Linked DNA regions of Athene noctua: region 2 is linked to region 1. A link is a contact called in public Hi-C data. All regions are on one chromosome and are shown on one strand. The core of a region is the stretch at or near the end of the contact, and the rest is flanking DNA. Distances in the headings are between cores, read along the strand shown. Region 1 holds the start of RTCA (RNA 3'-terminal phosphate cyclase). Region 2 holds the start of CDC14A (cell division cycle 14A).

Region 1 (5,344 bases), core at 724-3,223:
ATTTTCAATATTCTTAATTAGTAGAAAATTGCTTGTATGTAGCCCAAAGTTAGATAATTACAAAAGCATCACTGAAAAAATGCCTCTCACTACTGTGCTTTCAAAATACAATATGGATTATTATTAAGAGCAAAAATAATAATAGAAACTGGAACTGATCCTTAATTTTGCTTTCACTTGGACTATCTTACAAAAAGATGTTTCTTTTCCCTGACATTCCACAAAAGAGCAGCCACAGAACTGGAAACCAGCACTCTTCACTACAGCGGGAAGACTGTGATACAAGGCAGGAGAAAGCATAAAGTCTTAATGGTGGCATATGTTTATAAGATTGCAGGTGTCCTAAAAGGCAACCAACTAGATTCACTTTTTGAAGTATGATATCTCAACTACTTAATTAACAAATGTCAAGGTTCCTGGGATTCAAAGAAACACGTTTCCCCTTTCTGTGTTTACGTAACTACACCGTCCCTGTGCAGACACGGTATGCAAAGGGGGCTGATGCACGGGCGGAGGAGCGGGGATGGCAGCGGAACGTAGAGGCGATGCAGTGAACCAGGCGGCTGAGAAGCAAGAGAAGAGAAGGGTGCCAGCGCCTTATGACAGGAGGCACACGCACAGGGGGAAGACGTTCCGGGGGCAGCAGCGTGGGGCGGAGGAGGTCTGACTGGGGGCCCCTGGGGAGCGAAGCCATCCTGAGCCCCCGGGAGCAGCGGGCGGGCTCCGCCGGCACGGCGGCAGCACGGGGCGTGCGGGGCCGGGCGCCCTCGGCTGCGGGACACACGGTCACCCGCGCCGCGCGGGGCAGCGCTGCCCGCTCGGAGGCGCGGCTGAGGCGGCCGGGCGGGCTGAGCGGAGGCGGGGAGGGCAGGTCGGGCACGGCCCGCCCGCAGGCGCGGGGGGAGGCGGCGGCCGGCAGGGCTGAGGGGAGGCGGCAAGCGCGCGAGCGTGTCCTGCCCGCGCCGAGGGTCTGCCGCGGTGCGCGCTCGCTCCCGGCTGCAAGGAAGCCGCGGGGCTCCAGGATGCCGCCGCCGCGGCGAGGGGGCCGCGCGTTGTCCGCCCCCTCCCTGGCTAACCGGGAGCGCCACCCCCCGCGGGGTCCCCGGCTCCCCTTACCAGGCGCCCCGCCGCTCGGCAGCTGCTCCTCAGAGCGGTCACGGCCGCCATCTTACTCCGGGAAGAGGCAGCGCCCACGCCCCGCACACCTCCCACTCACCAGCCAACCGCGGGCAGCCGCGCCGGCCGCAGCCAACCAGGCAGCGGGCGGCAGCCCTGGGCCGGGGCCAGGAGGGCAGCGCCGGGGCCGGGGCCGGCGCGGGGAGGTAGCGGCGAGCCGGGGCCACCGCCCGGGGAGCGCAGGCGGCGCCTCGGAGCCGCCACACGCCCACGGGAAGTAACGGGAGAGCGTCGCCTGTCCCGAGCGCCGCCCGGGGGTTCCAGCAGCAAAGGCGGTGGCGGAGGGAGTGCGGCTGCTCTTGGCCGAAGCAGCGCGAAGGGCCCGGCCCTTCCCCGTATGGCGGTAATAAAGTCCCGAGTGCGGCTGCCAGGCCAACACGCGTACGTCTCTCCGTGCTTTTTTTAGCGATCTCGCTTCTGGAGGAACCAGTCGCTTGTAACCCGTGGCGGCGGGAGTCCGGCCGCTCTCCCCCGGCCGGCAGCGGCAGCATAGGGCGGCGCGGCGTTGACGCCCCAGCCTGCGGGGTGCCGCGTCTGTCACCGCCGCGGCCTAGCGGGTCCCGTGGCCATGCGTTGCCTCCTCCGGGACGCCGAGCCGCCGCTGCTCTGCCCTGTGCCGGGATGCGCTCGTTAACGCGGGCGGAAGGAGGCTCTCCCCGCCCGCTACGCGGCTGCCCGGGCACTGGGACCCGGCGGCTGCTCCTCAGGCAGCGGAGCCGCCCCTGCCAGCCCACGGCGGGCGGGCGGGCGGGGAGGTGGCTCCGCTCTGCGCCTGCTCCGGCGCTGTCGCCCGGTCCAGGCACCGGCAGGCTGGGGCGCCGCCGACCCCGGAGCGCATCTTGGGCGCCGTCCCGTCGGCAGGCGTTCGCGGCCCCGGGGGGCTGTTTCGCCGGGGGCTCTCCGTCTGCAGGGACCCGCCGGGACCCCATCGGCGCGGCAGGGGCCTCTGCGAGAGACGGCTCCGCTCGCCGCCGGTCATGGACGGGGACAGGGTGGAGATAGACGGCGGGATCATGGAGGGGGTGAGCACCGGCGGGCGGCCTCGCCTCGCCTCGCCCCGGGCAGCGGTGGCAGGCGGGCCGGTAGCGGCCGGCTGGGCGGGAAGTGCCGTGGCGGCCGACCAGCGCCGTTTCTCGCGTTGCAGGGCGGGCAGATCTTGCGAGTGTCCACGGCCCTGAGCTGCCTGCTGGGCCTGCCGCTGCGGGTGCGCAGGATCCGCGCCGGGAGGAGCCAGCCCGGCCTCAGGTACGGCCCTTGCCGCGGCTTCGCGTCGGCTCGCCTGTCCCGGGGCGCGGCGGTGTCCGGGCGCGCTCAGCGGGGGCGCGGTGCGGCGTGGGTGAGGCCCTGCCGGGCCCGGGGCGCAGCCGTGCGAACGCCTCGGCTGGCTTTGGTCTGGAATGCTTCCAAAAGCAAACCCCGTGTTTCCATCGCTTTAAGAGGGCCTTTGTGTCAGAAAGCCCCGCCTGTGCTCGCTTCCCTGGAGGGACCGAGGCGGAGGAGAGCTCGGGGATGAAGCGGGAGCATTGGGAGCCCTCCGCCCGCTTCCTCTCGGCGCAGGTGAGGGCGCGGCCCCTGTCAGGCACCGCGGATTTAGGGAGCGTCTCCAGAATCCTTTCGAAGGTTCAAAGCAGACTGCACGCTATGAAACGTGAAATACGGTTGAGGTCACATAATGCCTCAGCAAAACGTGGTTCACCGAGCGAGCGTACAGTGTTAAGAACAGTTCATCTCTTTCCTATTTAAATTACTCAAACAAATGGAAACGCCAGCACAGCAGGACAGATAGGTAGCTCAGCTGTGAGCTCTCTTGTGGCTCCGGCAACCAGTATCTGGCTTGGCTCCAGTTCACCATTGCCATCGTTATCCCACTGCATTTTTGTCCAAGCATCTATTGCATTAGGACAGGCGACTGCTCCTGCACCTCATCTGTCTGTCTGGACCCATTCCAGTGGAAAACAGACCAGAATCCTTCACATTCCAGGATGGTCTGAATGCTGCTCCTTTGGCTCCTGTGAACTCAGGAGAAGTACTGTAGGAACCAGCTCGAATTTCTGATCTTTGTTTGATCTGAAATTTGCAATTGTAGTATTTATTAGTTTGTGTTTAGTAGTTCATTTAATCTAATCTGAGTACGTAGTATACTTGCATGTATCTTTAACTTCATATTGTCATTCCAAGGCCTCAACATCTGTCTGGATTGGAGATCATTCGAGATCTATGTGAGGGGAAGCTGGAAGGTGGAGAAATTGGCTCAACAGAAATAACCTTCACTCCTGGGAAGATCAAAGGCGGAACCCACGTAGCAGATACAAAAACAGCAGGGTATGTCTTTGTACACGGATAATGACTGACCAGTAACTGCTCTTAGCTGCTTTTGTTAACTTTGAAATTACGACAGAAGATGTTTTAGTAACTTTAAAATTATCACTGAAGAGCAGGGAAAAAAATAATATTAATACATGGGTAATGTGCCAAAATCTGTGCTGCCTGAGATGGATATATGTGACCAAAGAACCTTTAGTGTAGGCAGAATACATATGAATAAAGTACATGGAAGTGTAATATTTTTAAAATTATAAATTATATATAAGTTGAACACTTCATTAATGTTAAGCAAAAAGTATCTGCCCATGTATTTAAAACTATCTGTTATTTTCTTACATTAGTACATTACATATCAGGTCAAATGCATCAAATTAGAAAAGTATCTCAAATCCCTGAAATCTGAAATAATCCTCATCATATAATAACGTAAATTTTAAGATTTTACTTGCCCTTGTAGTGGTACAATATGGGATACTAGTCTTTTGGAACTGGAAGCATATTCTATCCATGGTTGGTTTTGCCTGTCTTTCTTCTATCCTATATTTGTGTGTTGGGTCTTTTGTTCTCGGAATCTGTTGCAAAACCGAGTAAATGGGTTTAGCTGTGGAAGGCTGGTATGAACAGTTTGGAAGCTTAGCCAGGTTAGGCATAAGTTAAAGTTTCCTTTAAGTTAAGAGAAATATTTTTCTGAGCTGCAATAGTATAAACAACCAAGCTGATGCCTTTTACTTAACACAGAAAGGTTTGAGTAAGCAACAATGCAGCAGAATTAATAATTAAGCACAAGAAAGAGAAAAAAAAGAGAGACAGTAAGGTTCACAAACATTTGGAAGTTACTTAAGAAAACAAAACCATGTTTTCTTCAGTTCAGTACTGTTTTCACAATGCAAAATTATGTTTGAGACTCCTGTGAGATAACTGTTCTGTTTTGCTGAACAAACTTACTTTTGGAAATTTTATTTTGCAAGTTTTTTATTATCTATGAAATGTGGAGAGATTCAATGATAGGGGAATCTTGTATCTAAAAGCAGATTTTATATGCCCCTGAGTTTTCTTGTGTGGGATGCTAACCAGCTTCTAAGTACTTCTGTAGTTTTTCTAAATATTTTTTTTGTTAAATAAGTATTAAAATGTTAAAATTGCTGCCTAAGCCTTTTCTGCTTTTATCATAGCGAAACCTAGAGTTTTCACAGTTCCATCACTGTACTAAGTAAGCTACATTACTTTTGTTTCAAACAGGAATGTTATAGATGCAATTACTGTGAAACAAAAACCTTCATATTATAGCTTGCTTAAAGACATGAAGTTTTAAATTAGTATTTTTTAAGACTAATAAGGTTACTTTATAGATAATGTTCAAAATCAAATACTTGCATAAATGCTCTGGAAAGTCATTTGCCTTTGATATGCAATGATTCTATGGAATTCTATAGATTATGACTGCACGACATTTGGGTATCTTGTAATTGTTTTTAGGAGTGTGTGTCTACTGATGCAGGTAGCAATGCCCTGTGTGCTGTTTGCTGCTTCCCCATCAGAACTTCATTTAAAAGGTGGGACTAATGCTGAGATGGCTCCTCAGATAGACTACACAGTCATGGTAGGGAAAAATTTCTTTGGCTTGGTGCATCTTTCGTGCATGTATGTACAATGTAACTACTGTACTTCTGTTGCTTTTACTGCAAGTTCATTTGTAATTACAGAATCAGGCATGGGAATATAACAATATTAGTATACTGTATGTAGAGAGCAACTGGTGTTTCATGGAATTCCCTGAAACAGCAACTAGTCTGTTTGCTTTTAGTTACTAAAGAAAATTTCACTTAAAACATATTCTTTACTC
Region 2 (5,246 bases), core at 2,457-4,956, 140 kb after region 1:
CAGCAAAGATCTTTGTCTTGTCACTAGAATGACACATCTACACAAATTAAGTCAATAAATAGTTGATTAAAAAAATCCTACATACCTCACAGGTGCTGAGGAGTTTGTGTGTGAGTAGACATCTCCTATCTTCTTCCTTGTAACAGTCTGACAACTCATTTGATTAAAAAGCAGAAGTGGCCATGAAATTCTAATCAGCAAGAAGCATAGGCAGGCCATTTTGAATGAAGACTCTGGAAAGCACTGTTCTGAGCTATAGCACTTCAAAACTCACTTCCAAATGTGTATTTTGTTATCGTGTAACAGGTACTTCTAATCACTTTCTCAGGAAGAAGGCTGCATTTCTGAGAAAATTAGCAGAAGATCCAATCTGGTGTATGAAAGTTACACTCCACTACTACTTACAGACAACCCCTGATGTCAGGCCCCTCACTTCACTGTGCAGCCTGTGAAACGTAAGACTGATGTCAGGCCCACTGATGAGCATAAGGAAAAGGGAAACTATAGTAAAATCAGTATTTCTCCAAGAACCAAGAGATTTGCATTCTATTCCTCATTTCGCCTCTAGCTTTCCAATTTCAGAAGGATTACTTAAAAAAAAATGGTAACCCTAACCTGCTATTACTTCCCTGAGACAATATAAACTTCCTTAGAGATGAGATGGAAAAGAGGAAAAACATAAAAATAAAATCAGGCATGGTTTTACTACCAAATACTGCATACACTGATAGTGATGAGTGCTGCAATACAGATATTAGGGGAAGGTTAGCACTGTTATGTAAAAGAGTCAAGCTATTACACAAAATTCACTTGTACCACCTGGTTAAGTGTCATTTAATTTCTACTCCATTTTACGTTTTAGTATTTTGAGGGTGCAAAAGGGAGAGTACTATTATGGTATCAGATATAGGATAATACCTTTAAAAGGAACCAAATAAACTAGGAACTATCATTTCAGAAAATACACCATGAGTTATATGTCCAGAATCTTTAGATGTGCCCTAGAAGATAAAGGAAACTTTGCTTCCTGCCATTATCTTGTAGTTATATCTAGTATCAAGTTACACCCTGGTATGTAGTTAACAGGTAATTGGGTTAAGGAGTATACTTACTGAATTTTCTTTACACATGTTAAAGTAAATTACTTTTTTTTTTAACTCCTCAAATTTCAGTACCTTGGGGTTTGGTTTTTTTTTTAAATGTGATACTGTCCACACACAAAATAACCCAGTTGCAGTCCTTGATTAGTACAATCATCTGTAACGAACAAAGTATAGAACTGTTCTCCCTTCCCACTCCCAAGATCAAACCCAACATAAGGTTCCTCCACCCTTCCTAGAAACATATTAAGAATGAGAAAAAAAATACCTCAGGTCAAGCATAACACAGAAGTCTGATAAGAGATACAAGATCAAATTTTTCCTTCATTAAAGAAAGTGGAATGTATTCATATCACACAAATTGCTCAGGACCTTCTCCAGTTGAATTCTGCTTTTAATGTTAGGTCAGCCTTGTCTTAGGGTCCTGAGGACCCTTCCAATCTAAATTAGTTAGTGATCATTACAGAACCAACTCCCAACCCAAGCAGTTAATTACATAAGTCAACTTTGGGAACAAATCATTGGGAACTCAAGTAGAAGGCACACAGCTTAAGATAATGAAGACTCAAAAATGTATGTAGAAAAGAAACCCTAAAACTGTAGGCTGTGCATAAAAAGTAAGCTAGGAAGCAAGAATGATTGGTTTACACCTTCACAGAAGCAACTGCAGAAGGGAAGGAAGAACGACGATGCTCACAAGTTCTTCAACTCACATGGAAAAAAACTCATTTAAAGTAAGATCACGTTTTTTTGTTTCACTTGTGCTGCAGCAAACCCTTTGTCAAGTGGCTAGATGTATCATCACACATGAAACAGTTGACCTGGGAACGCAGTGCAAAGCAGCTACTTTTTAACCACAGCATAAGAGTGATTACTTGATCTGTTTAGTGTCTTTTATGTCCTTTAATAGAAGGTCAGAAGTAAAATTGATTATAGCTGTGGATACTATATGCTGTCTGTGTCTTCCAAACACATGAAGCTTTTACTTCACAGAAAATATTTTCTGCTGTTCTAAAGCTACAAAAGTCAACAGGAAGTGCCATCTCAAAACCTTCTGCAGCTTACAAAAAAAGTTGCAGATGTTCTTTAAAAGCACATTTAAGCTGTGCATTCTTATGATTCAGTATAAAATGTGATCACTTCATACTCTATACAAGAAAATACACATAAACCAATCGTTTGTTCATACTGAACAAGTCTTCTATTTAAGACACCATTTAATAAGATGTAATTCGTCTTAAGAGATCTTCTCCACCTTATAAACAAATCTTACAGAGCTAGATACCCTTCTCCTAGCTCAATCACACTTTAAGCCATTTAACTGGTCACGCAGCTGTTTTTGTGGGTTTTTAAAATAACAATCTTGTTAAACTAGTTTGAGCTAATGTAAAAATATATCTAGGCTAACTTTATACTCGTGTTTTGTGTAAGCAGTTAAACGGGGCAAATGTACTCCATACAGCATTAAAGCGTATTGGCAAGAATCTCCGGTGATCACTTTAAGAGCGCAAAACACACCAGATCACAACACTTACTTTTCATAGACCAGTTCCTCATCGGTACAGAAGTAGTGGGTATTTACGGTACTCTTCGGTTTACTTCGTAAAGTAGCAAAGTACAACCGATCTGAAAGACAGAGGAGGGCAACGGCGTAGGACGGACAAAGCAGATCGCCGCCGACCCGCGGCACGGCTGTCACCCCGCGGGCCCGTCCTGCCCCGCCGCCGCCCGGGAGCGGAAGCGGCACCGCTGCCCCTTTTTCTCCTGCGTGCGCGGTGGCGGGAGCGCGAGTCCCGCTCCGCCTGCGGGCCCTGCCCACGGGGACCCCCCGCCCCGCTCCAGGCAGCCCTCGGGAGAGACTTCAGGCGGGCGGGGGCCGTGCCTGAGCCAGCACGCCGCAGCACATAGCAACAGGTGCTGGCCCCGCTTCTTACCGGAAAAGAGAGGAGGAAGGAACCGCTGAGGCGCGCCCCGCAGCAGCCGGGGGGCAGGCAGCTCGCGAAAACCGCAGGGCGAGGGGGGCACGCAGCACAGCCCGCGGGGCTGGGGGAGGGAGGCGGGGAGGCCGGGAAAGACGAAGCCAGCGGGTTTCCTTTCCGCGGGAGGCTCCGGCGAGCGGGCCCCCCGCGGCCAGGGGCCGGAGAGTCCTCCCCGGCCCCTTCTCACCTTTCACGAACTCCGAAGCTCCCCCCAGCACTTCGGAGGCGGCTGCCGCCGGCTCCATCTTAAACAGGGCGCGGAGCAGCGAGGCGCGGGGCGGCTCCGAACTCATGGCGCTCCCGGGCAGCCCCGGCAGGGCCGGGGCGCGCTCGCTGGTAAGGCACCGGCTGCCCGGAAGGGCCGCCCGCCCGAGGCCACGCCGCTGGGAGCGCCGCTGCCGCAGCCCGCATAGGAACGGGAGCGGAGAGGAGAGCTAGCTCCGGGACACGGCGAGCGGGAGGGCGGGCGGGCGCCCGCAGGGACTTCAAGCTCCACCCCGCCCCCAGCCAGGAGACGCCCCCGGAGCAGAGGCAGCGGGCGGTTACCAGGCGACCGGCGGCGCTCTAGCAACCGCGTTACCGAGCCTTTGTTTCGCCCGGCCCAGGCGTGCGAGTGTCCGGCGCCCCCGGCCCGGCGGCCCCGCCCTCCGCCTCCCCGCCCGCCCGCCCGCCGGGCAGCGGCTTTGCGCCCGGCACAGCCCCGCCCGCCGCCCTCGCCTTGCTCCCCCGCCCCCCCCCCGCCCCGACGTTTCCTGCTCCCCCCCGCCCGAGGGCGGCCCGTGGCAGAAGGCCCCGGGGAGACAGAGGCGGTTTCGAGGTCCAGCTCGCAGGGCCTGCGGCGGCGGGAAGCAGACCCGAGCCGGAGCGAGCGCCCCTGCAGCGCGGGTCCCGCTCGGGAGGGAGGTGAGCGCGCCGCGCGGGCGGGGCGGGGCGGGGCGGGCGGCCGCCCCAGAGGAGAGAGAGGGAGCGGGGCGGGGCGGGGCTCTCTCCCCTGGCTGGGACACTTACTCGCAGGGCCCAGCCCGGCTGGGTCGGCACCGCCATTTAGCCTGACAGACAAACCGACTCACCAATGACAAGCTGCGTTCTTACGTCTCCAGCCAATGCGCGCGCGGTGCCTGGCGAAAAGAGCGCAGCTCTCCCCAGCGGAGCCTCGGCGCCAGCCGCTGCGCGGGAGCTTCCTTTCCCGTCCCCCGGGGTTTCTCTCACCGGCTGGGTCGGTCCCTCCTCCCTCCCACCGAGGAGTTGTATCTGCCGGGCAGCGTCGTCTGCTGGGGAGAACTGAGGGGAAGCGTGATCTCGGAGAAGCCGCTTGCGAATGGGACAGGACGACGCGCACCCCTGCCCCAAGGAAGTCTCTTAACGCACTGGTTTGAGGTGTGGGCTCTCGCTCTTCCCGAGAAGTCATCCAGCCATGAGGAGTTTCATGTATGCTTCGAAGGCTGTGGTAAAACCCCACAAAATTACTCGTAGCTTGATGCTTAAAAAAAAAAAAAAAAAAAAGTGAAAGACTGACTTCCTGGTGGTCCATGTTAGCTTGCAGTCTGCAATTAACTTACTACCAAAGAAACGAAGTGTTAGAAATGCTCTTCTTCTACCACCCTTCCCTTTAGAAAGAATACGTGCCAAAGAGCAGATGGTCCATCTCGTTTTTACAACTAAACAAGCAACAGGTTGCAAAGGAGAGGTACCTTGAGATTCTTCCCCAAAACAAAAAAAAAACCACCCTTGAAACACCTTAAAAAGACATAATGCAAAGCAATATGCAGCCCTGAGGCTGCATTATTATTACCATGTTTTCCTAAATAACCTACTGTAACTACCAGTTCATGTAATTAATTCTAGTGTGTCTGCAGATGAGGCTAAACACGTGTGAAGCACTTGACTCTTCAATTTTTAATCTAGTGTCATAAGCAATGGATAACCTTTAAAGCCTTACAAATATGTTGAAGTACTACAGAAAATACTTTTCCTGTGCAATTGTAGTTGCTTATTTATTTTTGATATTGGTTCTAATAATTTGTACCTATGTTTTTACATTAATCTTTTTTCATTTTTTTCATAGCTCCAGAACTAACATTCCTAAATATGACCCTCTTTGGGCCTGGTTTTGTGAACTTAGGTAATAAACCTCATTCTCAGTAGTAAATACTATTCCATACAAGAT

Evidence for each region. A called contact is a pair of places that touch in the nucleus more often than the background predicts.
Region 2: a contact with region 1 is called in a Hi-C map of heart, with 4 times the contacts expected there. The contact joins the promoter of CDC14A here to the promoter of RTCA in region 1. A contact is called at or near these places in 2 of 2 Hi-C or Micro-C datasets (heart and liver).

What each region holds. Positions count from the first base shown.
Region 1 is chr5:21,847,597-21,852,940 of bAthNoc1.hap1.1, forward strand. It overlaps RTCA (RNA 3'-terminal phosphate cyclase), which reads left to right and starts at 1,974. Exons shown (of 11, transcript XM_074906659.1): 1 at 1,974-2,198; 2 at 2,321-2,421; 3 at 3,355-3,498; 4 at 4,978-5,101. The coding sequence starts at 2,154. It overlaps DBT (dihydrolipoamide branched chain transacylase E2), which reads right to left and starts at 1,298. Exons shown (of 11, transcript XM_074906657.1): 1 at 1,117-1,298. The coding sequence starts at 1,167.
Region 2 is chr5:21,990,702-21,995,947 of bAthNoc1.hap1.1, forward strand. It overlaps CDC14A (cell division cycle 14A), which reads right to left and starts at 3,707. Exons shown (of 17, transcript XM_074906660.1): 1 at 3,267-3,707; 2 at 2,636-2,726. The coding sequence starts at 3,372. It overlaps EXTL2 (exostosin like glycosyltransferase 2), which reads right to left. Exons shown (of 6, transcript XM_074906670.1): 6 at 4,592-5,246. LOC141960723 (a long non-coding RNA gene) reads left to right here and starts at 3,869. Exons shown (of 3, transcript XR_012633685.1): 1 at 3,869-3,982.